Linked DNA regions of Mus musculus: regions 1, 3 and 4 are each linked to region 2. A link is a contact called in public HiChIP or PLAC-seq and promoter capture Hi-C data. All regions are on one chromosome and are shown on one strand. Each heading gives the region's core, a stretch centred on a gene start, on an enhancer-like site or on the middle of the called end of the contact. The rest is flanking DNA. Distances are from core to core; before and after follow the strand shown.

Region 1 (5,456 bases), core at 598-3,097, 650 kb before region 2:
TGCTGCCTTTGTCACCCCTCTCCCTGTTGTGGGACCCAGGAAAGGGCCTTGGAGCATCTTACCCCACAGGGGACTCTTAAGATCACTGCCATCCCTTCTCTAAGACAAAACCTTCCCTAACTATCACACATTTTAAGTGTGCCATTCCAGAGGGCTCTACAAGGTCATTTTACCTTTCCTTAGACAACTTACTAACCTCTTACAGATGAGGAAACGGAGATTCAAACAGAGATTCAAACAAGTTCCAGAACTCAGAGTCTACCGCATTTCCCACTGCACAGTTCTAGTCTCCAGGGATATGCTGGACCAGCCTCGACCACAGCTCCCACTGCTCTGTTCTCAGGGGACCAAAGGGTGCAGGGATTACACCCTTTAAAGACCTTGCATCATAGGTCCAATGAGTGGAAGTTGGACTGAAGGCTCAGTTGTCTTCGAAGCTGATCCTATAACCCAGCACTTAAGCCCTGTGGGAAGACTTGGATTGGCTGAAGGCCAATCTCTGGGTTGCCCCTACAGTCTAGGGCTGAGTGATAGCAGCGCTAGAGAAAAAGAGATGGTGTGTTGGGTCAGGACAAGTCTTTACTAGCCACAGAAGTAAGGCATCGCACGGAGCCGGGGCTCAGGAATTTTCACTCCCTGGGGAGTGTACCTGTGAGTTTTGGACTCAAGCCCCAGCTCAGTCCACCTGTTAGCTGTGTGAACCTAGCTTTTGTCTCTGTAAAACACAGTTACTAACCGCTACCTGCTACAGTTGTCAGGAGAAATGAAATGACAAGGAACATGTCTATGCTTTCCACAGTAAGCACACAAGACATCACTGCCACTGTAACTATTTTTTATGGGGGAGGACAGTATGATGGGTCCCATTTGCGCTCCAGAAAGGAAGCGCTTCTGCGGGTGCCCCAACTCTTACATCACAGCTAGAAAGTGACAGAGCTCCATATGTAATTTACAACCGGTGGCTCTTTGGTGAGTGGTCCTGCCCTATGATCGACTGAAAGGAGACACCTCTGGACGGCTCAGGAAAGTCTACCCAAACTATCAGTGATGCCAGCCTCTTCATCAAGCCTACAACCAAGCTGCAAGTCAGAGACCCCCCCCCCCTCCCCTTCCTCCTTGGCCTTTCCTACATACTCCGATGGCTCCAACCACAGGGACAACTCCAAACCAGGGAGAAGCAGCCAGGAGATGCGGGAGTCACAGAGCACAGGGGAATCGGGGCCAAGAGGCGCAGGCACGGCAGAGACAGTCCCCAGCCAGAGGCTACCTCGGCTCACACAGGCCCACCCAGCCCTCAGCACTACTGGCCGACCCAGCCCCCTTCAGGCCCGCTGACCCTGCGGTTCCTGGACTGGTGACTCAGTTTCTCTTCTGCCAAGACGGCTCAGTCACAGTTTTCCGGTGCACCTGCCTCTTGGCTTAGTTCTGACATTCCAGAAGGGCGGGTGGTGGAGGGTGCAGGCTGCGCTCCAGGTTCGGACCCTCCGGGCCCCGTGGTTAATCACTCGGACCCGATCCTAGTCGTTGGACACCCTCCACAAGCCCCTGGGCCGGAGCCTCCGAGGGACCAACTATCTGCTGCCCTCTCGGGAGCCGAGCACCCCTCCAGCCCCGAGCCCCCACGCCCACCCCCGCCCAGGCTTCTCAGACGACAGGGTCGAGTCCGGAGAGGAAAGAGGCACTTGAAGAGGGGGGTTCCGGTTCCGGTCCCACCTGCATCTCGGTCCCCGCGCTTAGCTCCGGCGGCGGCAGCGGCGGCGGCGGCGACGGCCGCAGCTCCCGCTCCCTGTGCCCCCCGCCTCCGCGACGGGCTCCCAGCACGCGCTTCTGCGCAGGCGCTGGGACGGGTTCCCCGACGCGGAAGGAAGCGACCATAGAGAAGAGCAGTAAGAAGGAGGGCACCTTCGTATTCACTTCCGCCATCGTTCTCGGCGCCGAGGTTTTCAGGAGCTACGCCAACACAGGTCTCACTAAGCTCCCGTGGCTTCGGCAGTTGTACCTAAAAGGAACCACTGAGGCAGCTGTGGGAAGGCGTTGGGTCCGTCATCCGAAGCAAATTCTAGACAAAGGCGAGAAGTTAACCATAGAGAAGCCACTTGAGCGGAGAGAGTAGCCGCCCACTAAAAGAAATCAGCGAGATGATAAAGCTCTTTGAAGAGCTGGCTGCAGCCTAGAGCGCCTGGCCCTGCATCGAGGGGTACACGGACACCGCCCCCAGGGATCTGGCGAGCGATGTAGCGGTGACCTTGGGAGGCCGAGTGGAGTGGGCGGAGCCTGAACTTAACGACCTTGGTCTTTTAGGGGAAAGGGACAAGGTGGTCCTGGAGGGCTCTACCTTAGACGGGAACTAAAGTTGGGACAGCAATAGTGAGGTCAGTTTTGGACATGCTTGCGGGTCATCAGTAGGTACATAGAGATAGAGCTTGAAGTTCAAGAGAGGCTTCAGGGCAAGTTAGAGGGATGACGAAGTAAGGTACAAAGTGCTGTTGAGACCTTGCGCACAAATACCTTCTAGCAACCCAAGCTCGCATTGATCCAGCGTCACTACAGCTGAAGTAATTGAAAAGGCCAGAGTAGATTGGGATCATTGACAGGGCCCAAAAGATTATGTCTATAGCTTGTCATCTGTGATTGTACTCTACTCGTGCGGTCGGTCGCTTTCACCCACAGAGGGGCTCTAGTCTTCTTGGTGTGGCAAGATGGTTTTCCATAGATTCAAATTTAAATCCTAATAGTTAAGCAACTCAGTGTAAGGAGTATCACTCTTTCTAAGATCATCAATAAAATTTTCAGAATTAGGCTAGTGAGATGCCTTTTCAGTAAAAGTGCTTGTGTTTTCTATGCAAACCTGATTAGCCAGAATTCCCTCCCCATAACCCACTGTGGAAAGAGAAAGGATGTTGGAAAGTTGGCTTCTGACTTAGAACATGGCACACACACCACACATGTGTGATACCCCCCCCCCATCACATACACATAAACAAAGTGGTAATAAAATGTAAATAAGTCACACTGCTGGAAAGAGAGCTAAGTGATTAAAAGACTAGCAGCTCTTGCAGAGGCCCCGCAACCACATGGTGGTTCAGAACTGACTATAACTCCAGCTCCAGGGGATCTGATGCCTTATGACCTCAACAGGGACACGTACATACACGCAGGCAGGCAAAACGCACATATAAGATAAAATAATATTAATTTTGGAAAATTTAAGCCAGGCAGTAAGGAGCAATGCCTTTAATCCCAGCACTTTGGAGGCTGAGGCAGGTGGATATCTGAGTTCTAAGCCAGCCTGGTATATACAGCAAGTTCTAGGATGGCCAGGGATAAACAATGAAAACCATGTCTCAAAATTTAAAAAAAAAAAAATTAAAAATCTCCAAAGCCAACTAGCTGACTAGATCAAGTGCTATCCTGGAACCCAGAGGCAAGTGACCCAGAAGATGGATATAGATAAAGAACTTGTTGCACATAACGAACGTTTGTCTAGAGGTGCCATCTTGCCCCCATGGAGTTAGAAAATCTTAGAAAAAAACAGACAAGTTCTGGTGTACTCAGTCTTTTGTTTTTAAAAGATTTTTTAAAAATTATGTTCCATATCTGTGTGGTTTATCTGTATATAAATGGCCCACTGCAAGAGTACCATGTGCTCCTAACTACTGAACTCTCTCTCCAGACCTGTGGCTTAGCCAGTCTTAAATCACCCAGGCTGTATCACAGCACTAGGCACCAGCTCAGGATTAACTTTGTCAGGTCTTCATTGCCAGGATTATCTACCTTTGTTACCATTTTAAAGGAAGAGGCAAATGTAGAGATCCCTTTCCTGTGACTGTTTCCCACACCCTCCCTCTAGCGAACCTAGTCATCAACTAGCATAGACAGAGTTCAAGAACACAAAAGGGGGCTGGTGAGATGGCTCAGTGGGTAAGAGCACCCGACTGTTCTTCCAAAGGTCCGGAGTTCAAATCCCAGCAACCACATGGTGGCTCACAACCATCTGTAACAAGATCTGACGCCCTCTTCTGGAGTGTCTGAAGACAGCTACAGTGTACTTACATATAATAAATAAATAAATCTAAAAAAAAATAGGATTTGAAAAAAAATTAAAGTTACAAGTGATAGTCTCTATAAAAAAAAAAAAGAAAGGTACACACACACACAAAAAAAAAAGAACACAAAAGGGCAAATGGCTATTGATAAGTTTGGGTATGTTCTGTCTAAACTGTCCGGCCTTTTGGAAGTGGGGCAGGGTCAGTGTTGAGGATCAAACCCAGGGCCGGGAACGTGCTAGATATTTTGCTGCTGAGCTACTTCCCAGAACTCAATCAGAGTTTTCGAAGTGATTGAATTAGTCTGATATTGTAGTCGCTTGGTCACAGGCTTGGTTGGTGTGCTCAGTAAACTGAAGTTTTTGTTTGTTTGTTTGTTTGTTTGTTTTTTATTAAAATACCTATCTAAACCTGCTATAGTGACCTGAGCCTTTAATCCCAGCAGGCAGTCTGAACTCTATGGGTTCAAGGTCTATTGGTCTACATAGTGAGTTTAAGGACAGCCAGAGCTATTTGGTAAGACCTTGATTCATAAAATAATAAACCAAAACCAATATAGTTGTATTCCTGTAGTTGGCTACTGTATCAGCACAGGGAATGTTCTTGGGTAAGTAGGTGGAGTTGTCTATTAGAGATGGAGTCATAGGTTGAATTGCACAAAGCAGTGTGGTGACCAGACAAAGGACGTGTAAGGGACGGGGCCTAGGACATCAGCAGAACAATAAACGTTTAGCAAGTAAACAAGGAAGGATTAGAAGGAGCTGGGTTGTATTTCCCAGGAACATTAGAAATGAGATTTGTGTTCTAGCAATTTGTTGGAAGAGAGGCAAAGGAGATCCACTCCCCCCAAAGTGCTACTAAAAGAAACCAGGAAGGGATCCAGCTAAGCATGTGGTACCTAACAGTGAGTAAGTAGTTGATTTGCATCTACAATATAAATTATTCCTCAGATTTGCCCCAGTTATAGGAAAGCTAGGTCTTTGACAAACCAGCCTTCATGAGCCACTGACCTACGGCTACCCTGGAAGGTGTCAGTTCCTGGGCACTTGGGTTTTTTGGGTTTTTTTTTTTGCTTTAAAAAAAAAGATTTATTTCATATATGTGAGTACACTGTCACTGTCGTCAGACACACCAGAAGAGGGCATCGAACCCCCATTATAGATGGTTGTAAGCCACCATGTGGTTGCTGGGATTTGAACTGAGGACCTCTGGAAGAGCAGTCAGTGCCCTTAACCATTGAGCCACCTCTCCAGCCAGCGCTTGTGTTTTTAAGACAGAAGCCTCCAGTAGCCTACATGAGCAATAGATACTGAGCTAAGCAAGATGACTCATGCTTATTATCCTCAAACTGAGGAGGCTGATGTAGAAAGAGTGAAGTGAGTTTGAAGCCAGCCTGGGCTACTTAGTAAC
Region 2 (5,051 bases), core at 1,940-4,439:
CCACTCTATGGCGCATGCTTGCCTGCACACATGTATACATTTAAACCGTGTCTAGGGTTCTTGGTTAGGAAGCTATTGAAAGAGCTTTGGCGAGAGGCGGTGAACCAGAGTGAACTGTGACAACAGGGTGTGCTTCTAAAGGTCACATCAAGGTCACAGCTCCAGGGCTCAGTCCTTGCCCAGTATGCCCACTGTGTCTACTGGCTCCCAGGGACTTCTGTGGCACTCTAGACTGGCTGACCCTTTGTTTCCCTGACTCCCCAGCCTGGGTGTCGAGCCCTTTCCTTGTCTACCGTGTCCTGGCTTATGTTATGCAGGTCACTGGTCCTCGCCAGCCTTCTGCCTGAGCCAGAGTCAAACATCAGATGTCACATGCTTGAGGCAGCAGTGTGGACCAGAACCTTAAGGGCAGAGGGAAGCAAAAGAGAAAGGACCAGATGCTGGGAGGTGAGTCCTGCGATGTGAGCATTGGCTCCGAGAGGCCAATAGGGTGAGTGGGAGGAACCTCCATCTCCAGCTCATGAAGAAACAGGAAGAGAGTCTGACTCGCCAAACATGGAGAGTCAGGGTTCCAGAAGTGGAGCTCGGAGTTCAAGGTCAGCCTGATCTACAGAGTGAGTTCTAGGATAGCCATGGCTACCCAGAGAAATCCTGACTCAAACAACAAAGAACAGGGACAAAGTTGAAGGCTCCCTCTCTACCCTGTTTCTGGCTACCAGCCCTTTGTGAAGGTGTTTAATCCCACAATCCTCTGGGAAAGACACTATTTTTAATTTACCAACAAGAAAGCTGAGCACAGCAAGGTGAAGTATGGGGTCTAGGTGGCATAGCTGTCAAGTGTCAGAAATGGGATTTTATGTAGGTGACTCTGGGGTCCCCTCTAAGCTCTGTGCTTGGGAGGCCACAGAGATGTCCATGAGGGGAGTGTGTGTGAGTGTGTATGTGCACGTGTGTGCACGCACACACATTTGAGCCTGTGTATAGAGGCCAGAGACTAATGACCAGTGTGCTTTTCTTTTTCAAGACAAGACCTCAGTGTGTAGCTCTGATCCTCTTGAAACTCACTATGTAGACCAGGCTGGCCTCAAACTCACACCTGGCTAATGTCTACTGTGTTTTTCTATCATTCCTGAGCTCAACTCAGGATCTGCCTACAACTCCCACCCCTCCGCCTCTTCAACACACCGAGTGTGAGCATTGCAGGCTAACTTTTGTGTGAGTCCTGGGGAATCTGAACTCATGCTGGTAAGGCTGGTACTTTACCCACTGAGCCCTCTCTCGAGACCCCATCCTTGAGTATGTGAGGTTTTTAATTTATTCTTATTAAGAATTTGGGTCTGGAGCCTGTGGTGGATCACACACCAGTAATGTCAGCACTTGGGAGGCTGGGGCTCATCGTAAGTTCAAGGTCACTCTGAGCTACATGAGTTGCAAGCCATGTTGGGCTGTGAATCAAGACCCTGGAGATGTGGCCCTGCATATCACTGAGGCTCAAAGGTTAAGTCCACACTGTTCTTGCAGAAGATCCAAGTTCTGTTCCTAGCACACACATCAGGTGGCTCACAACCGCCTGTAACTGTAGGGAGACCCAATGCCTATGGCATCTGGCAACCCCACACATGTGTGCATAACTCCTGCCATGCATAAACAGAATTTAAAATATTAAAAAAATACTCTGTCTTAGGAATAAACAAAACCAGGCACACCCCTTTAATCTCGGCACCCGGGAGGCATAGGCAGGAAGATTGCTGAGTGTTCCAGCCCAGCTAGGGCTCCACAGTGAGGACCTGTCTCAAAACTAAATGAATAATCAGAGGGGAAAGACAGTTCAGGAGGCCCCAAGCTCCATCCCCAGAGACGTACAAAGGTGGAAAGAAGAAGAGAACAACCTCTGAAAAGATGTCCTCTGACCTCCACACTGTGACACCTGACACCCCCACCACCATGCACTCACATACAATAATAAGTTTAAAAATTCAGAAACCCGGGTTGGATGAAAAATGCCATTATTGAACCCCCTTTCTCAGAAAAGGGAATCCATGGCTATTTTCTCAGAATTTCATATTCATGTTGGGCATCCATGCCCTCCCTGAACACCCACCCACAGTTCCTCAGTAAAGAACTCAGGAACCGGGACACTTGCAAAGGTGGTTGAGTTTCCCTACCACCCTGAAGCATCTTCCAGATGCAGAAACCTAGAATCCTTCTGGGTAACTTCCCAGGGTTCCCACAGCTGTGAATCCCCTGGCCTCAAATCCAGGGCAGTGTTAATGTTAGGAGGGAAAGGCAGACCAGGCAGAACACACGGGTTTGATCCCAGCACTTGGCAGGCGGCCGGCGGCAAATTTCGGTAAGTTTGAGGCCAGCCCGATCAGCACAGGCAACTCCCCAGATTCTAGCCAGACCTACAAATCCAGAGCAGGCTCCACAGGCAGGCCAGAGGAGTTGCATGCAAACCGGCAGGAAAGTGGGGAGGATGGGGGAGGAGGCCCCAGGGAGGAAAGGGAAACACAAAAGATTTAAATAAGAGCGGCAAACCTACTAGGGTGGAAGGTCTTAAGCATGCTGCGCAAGTGTCGACCACTGAGCTACACCCCAGACCCAATGCTACTGCAAGAAAAAGAGGCTGTGAGGCTGTAGAAGTCTTCCGATGGCCCTGCAGCCTGTCCTTGATGCACTCTAGGCTCAAGCAGGTGCTGTGAGTCCCAAGCCAGACTCTGCGGCCTGAGCGCAGTCTCCGACTTCATCCCCTCCCCGCCCCCCACACTCTACAGGGATGAGACCGGACTTTGCCTCCGCTTCTCTTGGCTGCTAACAAGGGACAGAGTCCAGGGCTGCTCCCCTTTCCAAACTCCCACTACCAGTCCATCTGACCCCAGCAGAGCAACCCCATCCATTCTGTTCCCAAGCTTCTGCCCTTCCGTAGGGCTCAACACAGAAAGAACCGCGAAGCAAGAGGAGGATTTTGGAGGTTCAAACAAGACAGAGAGAAGCGGACTTGGGAACAAGATCCAAGGAGAGGCCACAAGGGGTTCTTTAGAGAAGAGAGAGGGAGGCAGATGGCTGAAATAGGAAGAGGGACGGGCAGTAGGGGACATAGAAAACAGGAACACAGAGCAGAGACTTAGGTCACCTTCAGGGTCCATGGTGACTTGGAGCAGCCAGCGGGTCAGTGTGTTCACCACAGTTCAGGTCGAATGTTCCCAGAAGCTGAGGCTGGGGGTGGGGCTGCCAGAGAGAGGGGAGGGAGGGGCCGAGCTGGGTCAGTCCTTCCTAAGAGCCCTCACGGTACACCTCTTTGGACCCTCGCTGAGCCAGCCCCACTGCGAACCCCAGAATCAGTGGGAAGTGCTCAGCTGTGAGCACTTAGAAATTCTGACTCCTCTGGCACCAAACAGGCCCTGTTTTCTCCACTTCCAGCCCTGCTGGAGCTCCCTCGGAGTGCAGGGCCATGAATGCCGGACCTCACTCTCCTATGAGGGCCGGAAAGCCTTGTTAGTGGTGTGCTGGGAAAATCGTGGATCCCAGACCTGCACTCAAGCCCCAATTCCGTTCTCCCTAACCCCACCAGAGAGAGGCTCTCACTGTATAGATCCACCTCCTGTGTCCCCAGCCCGTGCTAGGATTAAAGCGCGCACAAGCACATGCGGCCCATTCTCTTTTTATCTCAAATTTTCTGAGGGACAGAGTAGGAACCCCACAAATATCCCCTCATCCCTCCCACTTTTCCTGAGAGCTGCAGTCTGAATGTGCTCCCCCAAAGTCAGTGTGTTGAAAACTTACCCCCCCAAATTTATAGAAATTTGGAGGAGGGGTTTTGGATGAGGCCCTAAGGGTGACGGAGGAGACTGTAGCATCAGTGACTTTGTAGCAGACTGAGAAATATTGCATGTTCTGGATCATATGTGGCTCCTAGCTCTAAATCTTTGGTCATGTATGTTTAACCTGGAGTACACGTGGGAGCCAGAAAACTAGAGATGGACCACAAGGGTGGATACCTAAGGGCTGGGTCAGGGAAATAAAGTAGAGAAGGATGGAATGGGGAAGGGTCAAACCTGGGGGAGGGAGCAAGGTTAGCCAAAATAAAAGGTATATGAAAAAGCTATAGGGAAACCATCTTCCAACCCAAGAAAAAACTATTAGTGAAGATAGTAGAACACTGAGATGTGAAACGAGAGAGAGAGAGAGAGAGAGAGAGTGAGAGAGAGAGAGAGAGAGAGAGAGAGAGAGAGAGACTCAGGGTTAAAGTGAAGAAAAGAGATTCAGAAAAGGGTGGGGGGAAGGGAAGCCCAAACTAAGCGTATATGAGGAAGCATTGCAGGAACCCACTGTTCTGAAAGCTATTTTTAAATATATAATATTTTTTAAATAGGGAGTTGAGCAGAAGTACCCTGCATGAGTGCTTCCCAGAAGACATGAATTATTAAATGAGAACCTCAGTGCCGGGGTGAGCCCTCTCCCTGTGAGTTACTGGTCAGTAAGGCTCCAGATGCTCCGAAAACAGCACACTACTGCTATTGCTCTTGGCTGTGCACCGTAACTACAGGGTGAGACTCGATTGCTGAGAATACCACTCCTAATGCAGAACATAACAAAATTAACCTTGAGCTGACCAGGAAACTTTCTCCCTGTTGGCTAGCCTGCACAATGCCATACAGGCTTCTGGGAGGGGAAAGACATGTATCTTACCTAGTGCTGGACCCATCACGCTGTAACTGACAGGATAGATGCAAGCGAGAGTGGTAGGGTACCCTTGACTCATGCCAAGGTTCCCATGAGAAATTACTCCACAAAACAGATCTAGTATAAGAGGTTTATTGGGGAGGAGAGAACATGAAGGAGATAGAGGCAAACTGACAGGCAGACAGACAAGGAAAGGGAATAGGAGAAAGAAACATGAGACAAGGCAGAGAGAGCAGAAAGAAGACACAGAGAAGGATCTGGGGTGTCTGGGAGCTCATACCTGGCACACCTGGTGGTGGCAGGTAATGATGTAAGCAGCCAGTAGGTCCCTGGGACCGGCCAGTGGGATCAGCTGTTTGCCAGCAGTA
Region 3 (5,026 bases), core at 2,388-4,887, 540 kb before region 2:
ACAAAACACACCACAAAATAAGGTCTTACCCAGCCAGTTATGTGAGTTCACCAACCTGGTACCCGTTGCTCTCTTTAAGATCCCTCCTGCCATGAGGATGTGGGAGACTAAGACCTTTAGCTCCCCAATCCCACCCAGAGCTACTCTAGGAGTTTTTCAGGGGTCCTCTGGCCCTGAGTGGGTTCTTAGTATTCCCCATGCGGACTGACCTATGGTAGTGGTACAGAGGGGCTCACTTACTGACCTATGGTGGTGGTGAAGAGGGGCTTACTTACATGGCTCTGGTTTCCAGACGCCTGCTCCTGCTTGAGGATGTCATGGGCAGCGCTCAGCATCACCACATATGAGAAATTGTTGCAAAGACCCAAGATCCTAGAAATGAGGACACATCTTCACTGTCTGGCTTTCTATCCACTTACAGTCCTTAAAGATACACCTTTTTTTTTTCCTTCTCCACTATCAAAACAGGCCTTGAGATTAGACCAGCTCATGGCCAAGTGCCAAGTCCTCCTAAGCACTATTTCTCCCACGCTTACACTAAGATTCTGATCCCTGGGCATTTCTCATCAACGGAAACACTGTGGTACAATGCAAATATCTAGCGTATTCCTGTGCAAAACGGAGACAAATTTTCACCTGCTGATCTCAAGGGAACCAAAATAATAGCAGGGCATATTGTTCTTATTTTCATCTCCCAGAGCTGTGCTCAGAACTTGGCAAAAGCAAATTGGCTGGAGACAGAGCTCACTTGTACAACAGTGCGTGAGCCCGGGAAGGACCTGCTTTTAATACCCTGCACTGCAAACAGAAACAATGGGTGTTCTGGGCATTGTGCTACAGTAGGGCCTGTAACTGCAGCACCTGGAAGGCAAAAGCAGGATTAGAAAGGTCAAAGTAAGCCCTTACTGCTTGTAGGGTTTAAAGACCTTTCCAAAAAAAAGAAGAAAAAGAAGAGGAAGAGGAGGAGGAGGAAGAGGAAGAAAGAAAGAAAGAAAGAAAGGAAGGAAGAGGAAAAAAAACAAAGTTAGCTGGAGGAAAACATTTAATAAATAACTCTACAGATACTAAGATCTGATCAATAGGTGAAGGTGGGAATTTAATGGAACTTGGAAAGTTCACAGTTGATTAAGTATCTGTGTATTCAACTGCTTTTCACAACTTGGCTCTCATCTTTGCTCCAATCGCACTTTACTTTGTTTGTTTGTTTGTTTGTTTGTTTTTCGAGACAGGGTTTCTCTGTGTAGCCCTGGCTGTCCTGGAACTCACTCTGTAGACCAGGCTGGCCTCGAACTCAGAAATCCGCCTGCCTCTGCCTCCCAAATGCTGGGATTAAAGGCGTGTGCCACCACGCCCAGCTGGCATTTTACTTTTGCACAACTCTCAGACCACTTACCAGAAACCCACTGCATTCTTCCAAAGGACACTCCGACTATCCAACCGAGGGGCCTGGGGCTCTGAGTCGGTCTCCTCCCCTGGGAGGTAGAGAAAGCATGACCCCCCACTCACTCGGGTACACGAAGGCCCCGCCTATCCCGCATGGTGTTGAGGGGGCAGGGCCAGCATCCCAACTCCTCGGGAGAGCCGCGGGCAGAGGTGGTCATTCCCAAGGCAACCGATGAGAGCACTCACTCTCAGAATCCTCAAGGCGCCTCCACGAGCCCGCAGAACTTCCCATAACATTGAGTTCGGGTCCCCCAAAGGGCCCAAAGTCAGCGTGTGTTCCGAGCTAGCTTCAAGAAAACAGATTAAAGTCTGGGACAGGTGGGTGCGAAGGATCAATGCCCCGCGGTCAGTCCCAGGTTCCGCTGTCTGCTATACACGACATGTCCGTCGAAGGATCCCCAGATCTCCAGCTCGTGTTCACCCACGCCCCACCCGCCTGACCCCGCCCCCTGCCCCTCTAAAGCAAAGCCCCCGCCCCCAGGCCTGTACCTTTAAGAGCAGCTGAACTCTCCGCAAGGTAGACGAGCAGGTTGGGGGTCACGTGACAGTACCCGTGAGCCTTCCATCACGTGCTTGAGGGTTGCTTCTTACTTCCGGGTCCTTTTTTCTCTTTTTCGCCTTTGGACTTCTCAAACTTCGGAGAATAAAAGAAGGAGAGTTCGAGAGAACGCTGGAAGCACTGATTTTGAATTGGAGTCGAAGGGAGCCACAAGTAGAGCCATGAAAAGCGGCGCTCTAGACGCCGACCAAATCTGCCAGTACTAGTCATGGCGCGGAAGGCTTCAGCTTCTTTCCTGCAGCTCTTACTTGCCTGAAACAATTATGGCTACTTTGCTGCGGATGTCCCACTACCCCACCCAACGTCCCAAGGACAAGTTCTGCTTGAGCGCAAAGGCGACCAGCCTCAAGTGTTATCTGTTGTCCTTACAGACCTATTGTAAAGACCTATAATAAGCATCTGGGAAGTAGCTGAGAGTAGATCGATTAAAAATAAACACCCACAAAACAGCATTCTATGAATTATCTGTGGCAATATTCACGATGTTACGGTTAAATCCCCTTTGCCTTACTATCCTAGAACAACAAATACCACGAAAGTTGTCCAACCCCTGGTTTTACAAGAGAAAACCAAGGTCCCTCCGCCCCACTGTGCAACAGAGGCTAGACTTTTAGCTGACTTCAGAGACTCAGCAGTAAGAAATAGAGCAAAGGTGCTAAGTTCACTGAGAAAGCTGCTATGGGTGTTTTTCCTGGTCTGTGATGTCAGCCGTTTGTCCTAATTGGAAGTTAGGAGAATGAGGCTGAGAGGATAGTTGGAATGTGTCACCTCACAGTTCCAAATAAGGAGTCCTTCCCTTACCTTCCACTCGATGGCAGGGCAGCATCTTGACCATTCTTCATCAAGCCTATTCCTCTGCTATGGATTCCAGCAGCCTCTGCCCACTTCTCCCGGGTCTTTTCAACCACCTGTCATTAAGATTTGCCGTTTGAAATATGCCCTCCTGTGGTGTTCTTCCTAGATCACTCAAACAGTGAGAAAAAGGATCCTCCTACCCAAACGAGTCTCTAGAAATTCTGCAGCCTCTGTCCTTAAGGAACTCACAGTAAGCTGTGAGGACACATGACCACAGTACAAGAATAACCATAGGTGAGGGTGTGGGCATTGAGCACCAATCCAGACCTTTCATCCCCAGAAAAATCTTAATGGCGTTGAAAATGGGAACCCAGAACTTCCAGTGGCCTTATCCTCACTTCTACAGCTTCTCCCCCAAATAAATCAGGAACCACAAACCCTAGCTTCCTCTCACTGAAGGCTGTGGCTTGGAGGAGGCGGAAATGGCTGAGGTGCGAATACAAGACCTGAGTCACTCAGGCTGCACTTGCCGAATGCCCCCTCCCCCATACCCAATTCTGAGGTCTCCTGTTTCCACTTTTTTTTTCCCTTTCCCCTTTCTGGCCCGATCCTCTGCCCTTTAGTTCCAGATGTGCACCCGAGTCTGAGTCACCTGGACACTGTTAAGCCATCCCCCTGCCTGTCATGAAGTCATCCATGAGCAGGGGGGAGGTGCACAGGGCCTGGGGTGGAGATTTGTCAGGGAGAGTCAGGGGAAGAGGAAGTGTCTTGGGTGCTGGGGAGGACTTCGTGGGTGGGGACGGATGGTCATTGTGAGCTTTCTGGACACACAGAGACCTGCAGGATGGATTTTCTCCGGCTTCGTCTCCCTGGGCTACATCAGGCTTTGAGGGGAGCACTGGTGAGAGGGGCAGAGAGATACCCGAAACTTCCACCATTCCTCGTAGTCTCACCTTTCCTCTCCCTTACAGCCTCTCCTGAAGCCTGAGCTCCCTTTCCTACAGTCAGCCAGACTCCTAGCCCAGTCCTTCCTGGGTTTCAATCTCCTGCCTCTACAAGTGTACCCACTTATTCAAGCTAGGCCTTGTCGGGGTCCCTTAGCAGACGTCCAGATCCCTGATTCTTACCTGGGCTTTGTTAACAGTGTACTCCTGGGGAAGTGGTTAGACCTCCCCTGAGTGCCTTCACTCTTCTTTCTTCTCTTCTAGGACTCCTTCAGTGCGTTTGTGTCCTACCTCGTAGGAGACACAGTCCCCACAGTAGAGAGGCAGACACAGGCAGCTGAGGAACTGGGAGAGGTGACTGAGGGGAAGGTTGTAGGAGAGGAAGCCCAGGAGGTACTGGAGGGACTTAGAAGTGGCCAGAGTGAGGGGGTAGAAGCACCCGAAGAGACTAGAAGATGCCAAGAAGGAAGTTTAGCTGGTGAACAGACCTGGGGGTGGAGAGCAGATAGCTCTGCAAGGCCCCAAGCAGAAAGGCAGGACACTGGGTCCTGGAAGGCAGCTGAGGATGCCAGGGGCCAGGAGCCAAGTGTCCCACTGAAGCCTGAGGCAGAGCCTGGGACTCACAGAGACAGGAGCAGTAATACAGCCCAGGAGATCTGGGAGCACGGTGAAGAGGAAGCAAGCAGTGGGGAGCCTCTGAGAACCTGTGAACAGAAGGAAGAAGAGGAGGAGGTGGTCAGAGCAGCAGAGTCAGGGATGGCCGAGGGGGTGGAGTCACAGCCAACCTGGCACAGCGAGCCTGGGGGGAATGCTGGCACTGAGGGGCAGCATGTGACAGAGGACAGCAAAGAGATAGACTGGGTGGCCAAAGACATGGTTGCAGAAATCGAATGGTTTGGTGCCAAAGGGATTGACAAGGAAGAGGAGAGGATGGTCCCAATGAGGGATGGTGAAAGGGCAAGGGCACAGGGGACACAATGCCCCGGGGCCGAGTCTGAGGACCAGGCCATGTTGAGTAGAGAGGCCTGGACAGTCTCAGACAGGGAGGGGGCTGATAGCCTAGGAGTTCAGGGAACAGAATACGGGTCAGACCCAGGAGACAACTTCCCAGGAACTACTGGGAGAGTCTGGGTCCTAGAAGAGGCTGACAAGGGAGACCAGCAGGATGAGGTCGACGAGAAGAGAGAGGCTGAAGTTAGGTTTCCGATCCAGACCCTGGAGGCTGAGAGAACTGGAGAGATGACTGAAGGCCACATAGCTGAAGAGGAGGCTATGGGAGAACAGG
Region 4 (5,545 bases), core at 1,325-3,824, 560 kb before region 2:
GTGGCATTTTCAAAATGTAGGCTTTAAAATCCCCTCCCCTCCCGGGATCTTGCTATCTAGACACCATCTGTACCACTATTTTTTTTTCTTTTTAAGCTTCACGAATTTGCGTGTCATCCTTGCGCAGGGGCCATGCTAATCTTCTCTGTATCGTTCCAATTTTAGTATATGTGCTGCCGAAGCGAGCACAATCTGTACCACTATTAACCAAGACTGTTAACTAAGCAGCGCTGGGGACTCAATGGAGGCAAGCAGCCTACAGCTGACCTACACTCCAACCCAGGACTAGGAAGGCAGGGGTGGGCAGATCTCTGAGCTCGAGGCCAGCCTGGTCTACAGAGTAAAGTAAGTTCCAGGTTGGCCAAGACTATACAGAAAATCCCTGTCCTGGAAAAAAAAAAAAAAAAAAAAAACAAAGTAACGACAAGAACAACAAAAAACAGCCAAACCCCAATAAATATAGTCAAGCTTTTGCCCAAAAATAAGTTTTTCTCCTTGCTTTATCTCATTTTCTATTTTCTAGGCACCACTGTAGATAAGAAGGCAAAGAGCCCTGAGGAGAGCCCTGGCAGCAGGCAAGCAGCACAGCCAGGCCCACACCCCTCTGCATGCTCAGAGTCACACCTCATTAAGATAGTCCTCCAGGTCAGCCAGTATTCGGATGTAGAATCGGGGGACACCTTCCTTATCCACAATACTCTTGGCTTTCCCATAGGCCTTTCCCAGGAGCTCAAACTCTTCTAGACACTTGGTGACATCTCGAATCTTCATGGCATTACGGATGGTTCGTATGAGGTTGGTCAGCTCCTCAAACCTGGGTAGGAAGTTCAATACCAGATTGGCTGTGTCTGTCTATCATGGAGAAAACAATACCATCACTCCCCCTAACCCCTAACCTACGACAGCCTCACCTCTTGTCCTTGGCGCTTCGGACAACTCTCTTTGTATCCTCCTCATCCTCGCTCAGTAACAAAGGCCTGTATGAAAGGAACAGAGACCATTACCCTTCAGTCTTAGCTAGTGTTATTTCTCTTATCAGATGAGAACCGAGGCATGCATACCATCTTCTTCTCTGATCCTTGTTCTTCATACTCATCTTAAGCAGCTGCAACTCTAAATGAGGTCTCTTGTAAACCCTGACAGTATCTACAAGAATGTCCCCAAGAACAAGTAACAGAAGGCTTATAGACTGTATGAGACAACTGTCTAACAGCACATATGGCTACAAGTACCTAAGAAAGCAGCAGACAAAAGGCCCCCTAACTCTAACAAATGGGAAAAGCTCCAAGGAGCTGGTACCTAGCCAGATTCTAAAAAGAAACATTTCCCAAAATAGGAGAGGCCACTAGTTTTGGTGAATTCTAACACTCTCTTTGATTGTATTTTTTTCAATAATGGGTGAAAGCATTCAGTTAGCAACAGTGTCTCTATTATTTTCTTTCCATGGTATTAACTTTTCCTGACAATTTTTTTTTAATATGGGACAAGTGATAGTTTTTCCACTTTGGACAGTGTTATGCTATCGCAGTCACATGGATATGTCTGGATATTCATCTACAATTCTCTACAAGTCTCTGTGGAGCGCCGGGCGTGGTGGCGCACGCCTTTAATCCCAGCACTCGGGAGGCAGAGGCAGGCGGATTTCTGAGTTCGAGGCCAGCCTGGTCTACAAAGTGAGTGCCAGGACAGCCAGGGCTACACAGAGAAACCCTGTCTTGAAAAACCAAAAAAAAAAAAAAAAAAAAAAAGTCTCTGTGGAGGTAAGTATGTCTTAAAACCCTTCAGGTACACAGCAAAAACAATGTTGTTTTGAGAACTGTTTCAAAGTTCAAAAAGTTTTAATTTACAGAGATCGAGAAAAAGACAGTAAATAAAGATGAACACAGCAGTGTTTAGCATTTGGCACGCAGAGCCAAACGACCGGATTTCAGGGCCAAACTAACCAAGCACTGAGGGTTTCCCTCCATGAGTACAAATCATAACGACTAAGCTTAGTGGGAAGATTTACGATACGGGGAGTTTCCGAAAGCCACAGTCAAGGGGCGGGAAGGGATGCGAGAGATGGAATGTGGGCAGGAGTTACGAGGCTGCAGACTTGGAGGCCTTAAGAGCTGATGCAATACTAAGCAACGGAAAACCTCTCCTCCTCCTCGGTACCGAGGACGCCGAGGGCTCCCCCAGCTCGCTGCGAGAGCTCCTTTCTCAGACGCGCCCAGCCCATGGCTCCGCTCGCCCACCCGAGCCCCCGCAGCCCGCCAAACCCGTCCCCTCCGCGCCCCCAGCTCACTGTTTGCCGTAGTTCCCGGAGACCGGTTTGGTGACGAGCTCCTCCCCGGACAGGGACGACTCCGACTCACTGTCCGAGCCGGTGGTGAAGAATCGCGACATGGCGACGGCGCTGAAGGGCTGAGGCGCTCGCGGCCGGAACCTGAGGAAACCCGCGGCGTCAGGGTTTGGGGGCAACCGCGGCTACCATCTCCCGACCCGGACCCCCGTTCCCGCCTGCACGGCCTCCCCCTTGCCCTCCACGGAGCACGAGGCCCAAGAGACACGAACCAGCTAAGCTGCCGAGTCCCTCTGAGCAGGTGAGACAGGCACGACGCCGGAAGAGGAAAAGGTTGGGGGGGCGTCACTTCCCGGAAGCACCAAAGAATGCGCTAAATAACTACAATTCCCAGTGGCCTTTGCGCTATACACGGCCTGGGACGAATTAGTAGCCGAGGTTCTAAATCTTATCTAAACTAAGACTGACTGGCTGCTCACTAGGACCGCCCGGACTAGGCTGCAAGACTGACAATATAGAATTTAGTAACCGCCCCATGGTGCACGTCTGTAATTCCCTACACTAGAAAGGGTGAAGCAGGAGGATCATGGGTTCAAGGCCAGACTGGGCCAAAAAAAAAGAAAAAAAAAAAAAAAAAAAAAAAAAGCTAAGCTCTGAAGCCTGCGGAGGTGGCTCAACACCTTTAATCCCAGCGCTCAGGAGGCAGAAACAAGTGGATCTCTGAGTTCGAGGCCAGCCTGGTCTCCAGAGCGAGTTCCAGGACAGCCAAGAGAAACTATGTCTCGAAAAAAAAAACAAAAAACAAAAAAAAAAAACAAAAAAACAAAAAGTATTCTGGCCGCCCATCTTAACTTCAGAGTAAGAATCTAAGGGCTGGTGTCAGCTTGATGCCGATGTCCTGCGAGGTTTTGGAGGAGTGTCGTTGTTGTCATTTTGTTTTGTTTTGTTTTGTTTTAGAAAAGGATTTTAAAAATACGGAACGCTTTACAAATTTGTGTGACATCTTTGTGCAGGGGCCATACTAATCTTACCTTATCTTTCCAATTTTAATATATATGCTTCAGAAGAGAGCATGGTTTCTCAGGTTTAAGCAAACTTCATAGATCTTGAGTGTTGGAATCCTGTCTTTACCGTTTTCTTAGGCAAACTTTCTAACTTCTAATCTCTCTCTGCTCTTCTCCCTGTGCTACAAACAAAGGGGAATAATAGCACTTGTTCATTTGATATTAGGAAAATAAAATGAGAACATATGATGTGTGTGGGACAGTACCTTGTGCAGAATGAGCATATACTAGCTAGCCACTGGACCCACGAGGTGTTTCAGATGAAAAAGCACTTGTCACCAAGCGTAAGAACTTGAGTTAGTTCCCTATGGCCACAGAATAGAAAAAACAACTCCTGATAGTTGTCTTCTGACCACCTCCCCTGACTACCACCCTACCACCTCCCACCTCCCCCAATTCCTAGTGGCCTTTGCAACATACAAGGCCTAGATTTTTGTAGTACTGGGTATGGAACCCAGGGTCTAGATCCATACTAGGCAAGCATTTCACCAACTGATGTCTGGGGTGCCCAAAAATAAACAGTGAAGTATAATTCTAGCAAAATGGCACTGTTGGGTGGGTTTTATATAAAGACGGCCTTGAGGTCAGAGGCCTGAGGCTTCACCTTAGCCTGCTAGCCTGCTGGCAGTGTATGCATGTCTGTGTGCCTACCTCAGCGTGGCCCCAGTGCCAGTCTCTTGTGTATGCATGTTGCCTGCCAGAGTTCAGCTTCCAGGATTAGGTCCGTTTTTGTTGCTATGAAGAAACCATGCAAAAGCAAAGCAACGTATAGAAGAAAGACCTCACTGGGGATTACAGTTTCAGAGGATGAGTCCATGATCAACCGGGCAGGGACATGACAGCAGCCATGGCGCCAGAGCAGAAGCTGAGAGATGACACAGAAAGAGGCAGAGGGGGAGAGACACACAGAGAGAACTGGGAAGAGTGTGGGATCCAGACATACACCTCCTCCAAGGCCACACCTATTTTTTTCTGTTTTCTTTTTTTCCAAGACAGGGTTTCTCTTTATAACCTCAGCTGTCCTAGTGGAATTTGCCTCATAACCAGGTTAGCTTTGAGCTCTGAAAACCTCCAACTTCTCCCTCTGGAGTGCTGGGGTTAAAGGCATGCACCATCAAGCCTGGCAAGGTCACACCTCTAAATCCTTCACACATGTGATTATGTTGTGAACTCTACACACAACAACAGTTTTAAATGTCCGATATCTTTACTAATAGAGGAAATGCAAATCAAAACCAGAAGGAGATGCCACACTCACTATGGCTATACCAAGACAAAACCAAACCAACCCCCCCTACACACACACATACACACACACACACACACACACACACACACACACACACACACACACATGGAGAATAGCCAGTACTGTGAACCCCTATGAGCCCTGCTTAGTTGATTCCGTGGGCTGTTTTCTTGTGGTACCCTTGATCCTTTGGCTCCTACAATCCTTCCACCCTTTCTTTTGTTGGATTCCTTGAGCATCTCCTAATGTTTGGCCGTAGATCTCTGCATCTGCTCCTATCAGTTGCTGGATGAAGCCTCTCAGATGACGATTATGCTAAGCTCCTGTCTACAAGTGTAGCAGAATATCATTAGGAATCATTTCATTGACATTTTATTTTTCTTCCAATTATGTTTGGTTCTATCATAGGTCTCTGGCTTTCCAGTGTCTGGTTCCAAGCCTTTGGGCTTCCTCTCATGGCATGGGTCTCAAGTTGGACCAGGAATTGGTTGGTCACTTCCATGAGTTCTGTGCCACCTTTGCCCCAGCACATATTGCTGGCTAGACTGGTGGGGGTTGGTCTGGTGCTGCTACGTATTCAAATGCTAAATCTTGGCCCACAGGTGGCAGTCTGATGAGCACATTCTCACACCCAATGATGTCTTATGAATTTTACTCACCAATCTTTTCTGACTGGTTAAATTAAAGTGGCTACAGCCAGCCCCTAGGAAGCATAGAGATGGGAGGGGGGAGCGTTCCGTTACCACGCAGGGTTCCCAGGTAGGGGCCATAAGAGGAAGAAGGAAGGAAAGAGAAGAAGAAAGAAGACAGTAGGAGGTCTCCATTAGACCAGATGGAACAGTGTGGGAAGCCACATGTGCCGTTGCAGAGTGGCGCTGGCTACTGCTGGCCACCACGCATAAGTTTGGGCAAACAACCAATGTGTACATATGCAGTAAAGTTTTTTGC

The links. HiChIP or PLAC-seq counts read pairs in DNA pulled down with a chosen protein or histone mark. Capture Hi-C pulls out chosen DNA fragments and counts their contacts.
Region 1: an H3K27ac HiChIP or PLAC-seq map of embryonic stem cells shows a contact between it and region 2, with 3 times the contacts expected there. The contact joins the promoter of Sh2b1 here to the promoter of Qprt in region 2. A contact is called at or near these places in 3 of 39 promoter capture datasets (hippocampal neurons, liver and stem cell-derived epiblast-like cells), 1 of 15 datasets of contacts at CTCF or cohesin (large pre-B cells), 2 of 484 Hi-C or Micro-C datasets (the N1E-115 cell line and cortical neurons) and 5 of 115 datasets of contacts at active chromatin or transcription factors (embryonic forebrain, embryonic stem cells, large pre-B cells and 1 more).
Region 3: a promoter capture Hi-C map of liver shows a contact between it and region 2, with 3 times the contacts expected there. The contact joins the promoter of Apobr here to the promoter of Qprt in region 2. A contact is called at or near these places in 12 of 39 promoter capture datasets (the 3T3-L1 cell line, the C10 cell line, the HPC-7 cell line and 8 more), 1 of 15 datasets of contacts at CTCF or cohesin (large pre-B cells), 6 of 484 Hi-C or Micro-C datasets (the N1E-115 cell line, cardiomyocytes, cortical neurons and 2 more), 9 of 115 datasets of contacts at active chromatin or transcription factors (astrocytes, embryonic basal ganglia, embryonic forebrain and 5 more) and 3 of 9 other capture datasets (adipose tissue, liver and pancreatic islet).
Region 4: a promoter capture Hi-C map of adipose tissue shows a contact between it and region 2, with 2.7 times the contacts expected there. The contact joins the promoter of Eif3c here to the promoter of Qprt in region 2. A contact is called at or near these places in 8 of 39 promoter capture datasets (the 3T3-L1 cell line, the HPC-7 cell line, embryonic stem cells and 3 more), 1 of 15 datasets of contacts at CTCF or cohesin (large pre-B cells), 3 of 484 Hi-C or Micro-C datasets (cardiomyocytes, cortical neurons and nephron progenitors), 3 of 115 datasets of contacts at active chromatin or transcription factors (astrocytes, embryonic basal ganglia and kidney) and 3 of 9 other capture datasets (adipose tissue, macrophages and pancreatic islet).

What each region holds. Positions count from the first base shown.
Region 1 is chr7:126,473,283-126,478,738 of GRCm38.p6, forward strand. It overlaps Sh2b1 (SH2B adaptor protein 1), which reads right to left and starts at 1,848. Exons shown (of 9, transcript NM_001289541.1): 1 at 1,714-1,848.
Region 2 is chr7:127,118,840-127,123,890 of GRCm38.p6, forward strand. It overlaps Qprt (quinolinate phosphoribosyltransferase), which reads right to left and starts at 3,190. Exons shown (of 4, transcript NM_133686.1): 1 at 3,134-3,190. The coding sequence starts at 3,146. It also overlaps a transcript of Spn not described here.
Region 3 is chr7:126,581,371-126,586,396 of GRCm38.p6, forward strand. Apobr (apolipoprotein B receptor) reads left to right here and starts at 3,638. Exons shown (of 4, transcript NM_138310.1): 1 at 3,638-3,698; 2 at 4,006-5,026. The coding sequence starts at 3,642. Cln3 (ceroid lipofuscinosis, neuronal 3, juvenile (Batten, Spielmeyer-Vogt disease)) reads right to left here and starts at 4,447. Exons shown (of 18, transcript NM_001146311.2): 1 at 3,925-4,447; 2 at 2,804-2,910; 3 at 1,933-2,077; 4 at 1,630-1,726; 5 at 1,394-1,472; 6 at 276-372. The coding sequence starts at 1,675.
Region 4 is chr7:126,563,792-126,569,336 of GRCm38.p6, forward strand. It overlaps Eif3c (eukaryotic translation initiation factor 3, subunit C), which reads right to left and starts at 2,575. Exons shown (of 21, transcript NM_146200.1): 1 at 2,557-2,575; 2 at 2,288-2,428; 3 at 912-977; 4 at 625-814. The coding sequence starts at 2,388. Gm25579 (a small nuclear RNA gene) reads right to left here and starts at 3,358; the gene lies at 3,253-3,358. Gm24596 (a small nuclear RNA gene) reads right to left here and starts at 189; the gene lies at 83-189.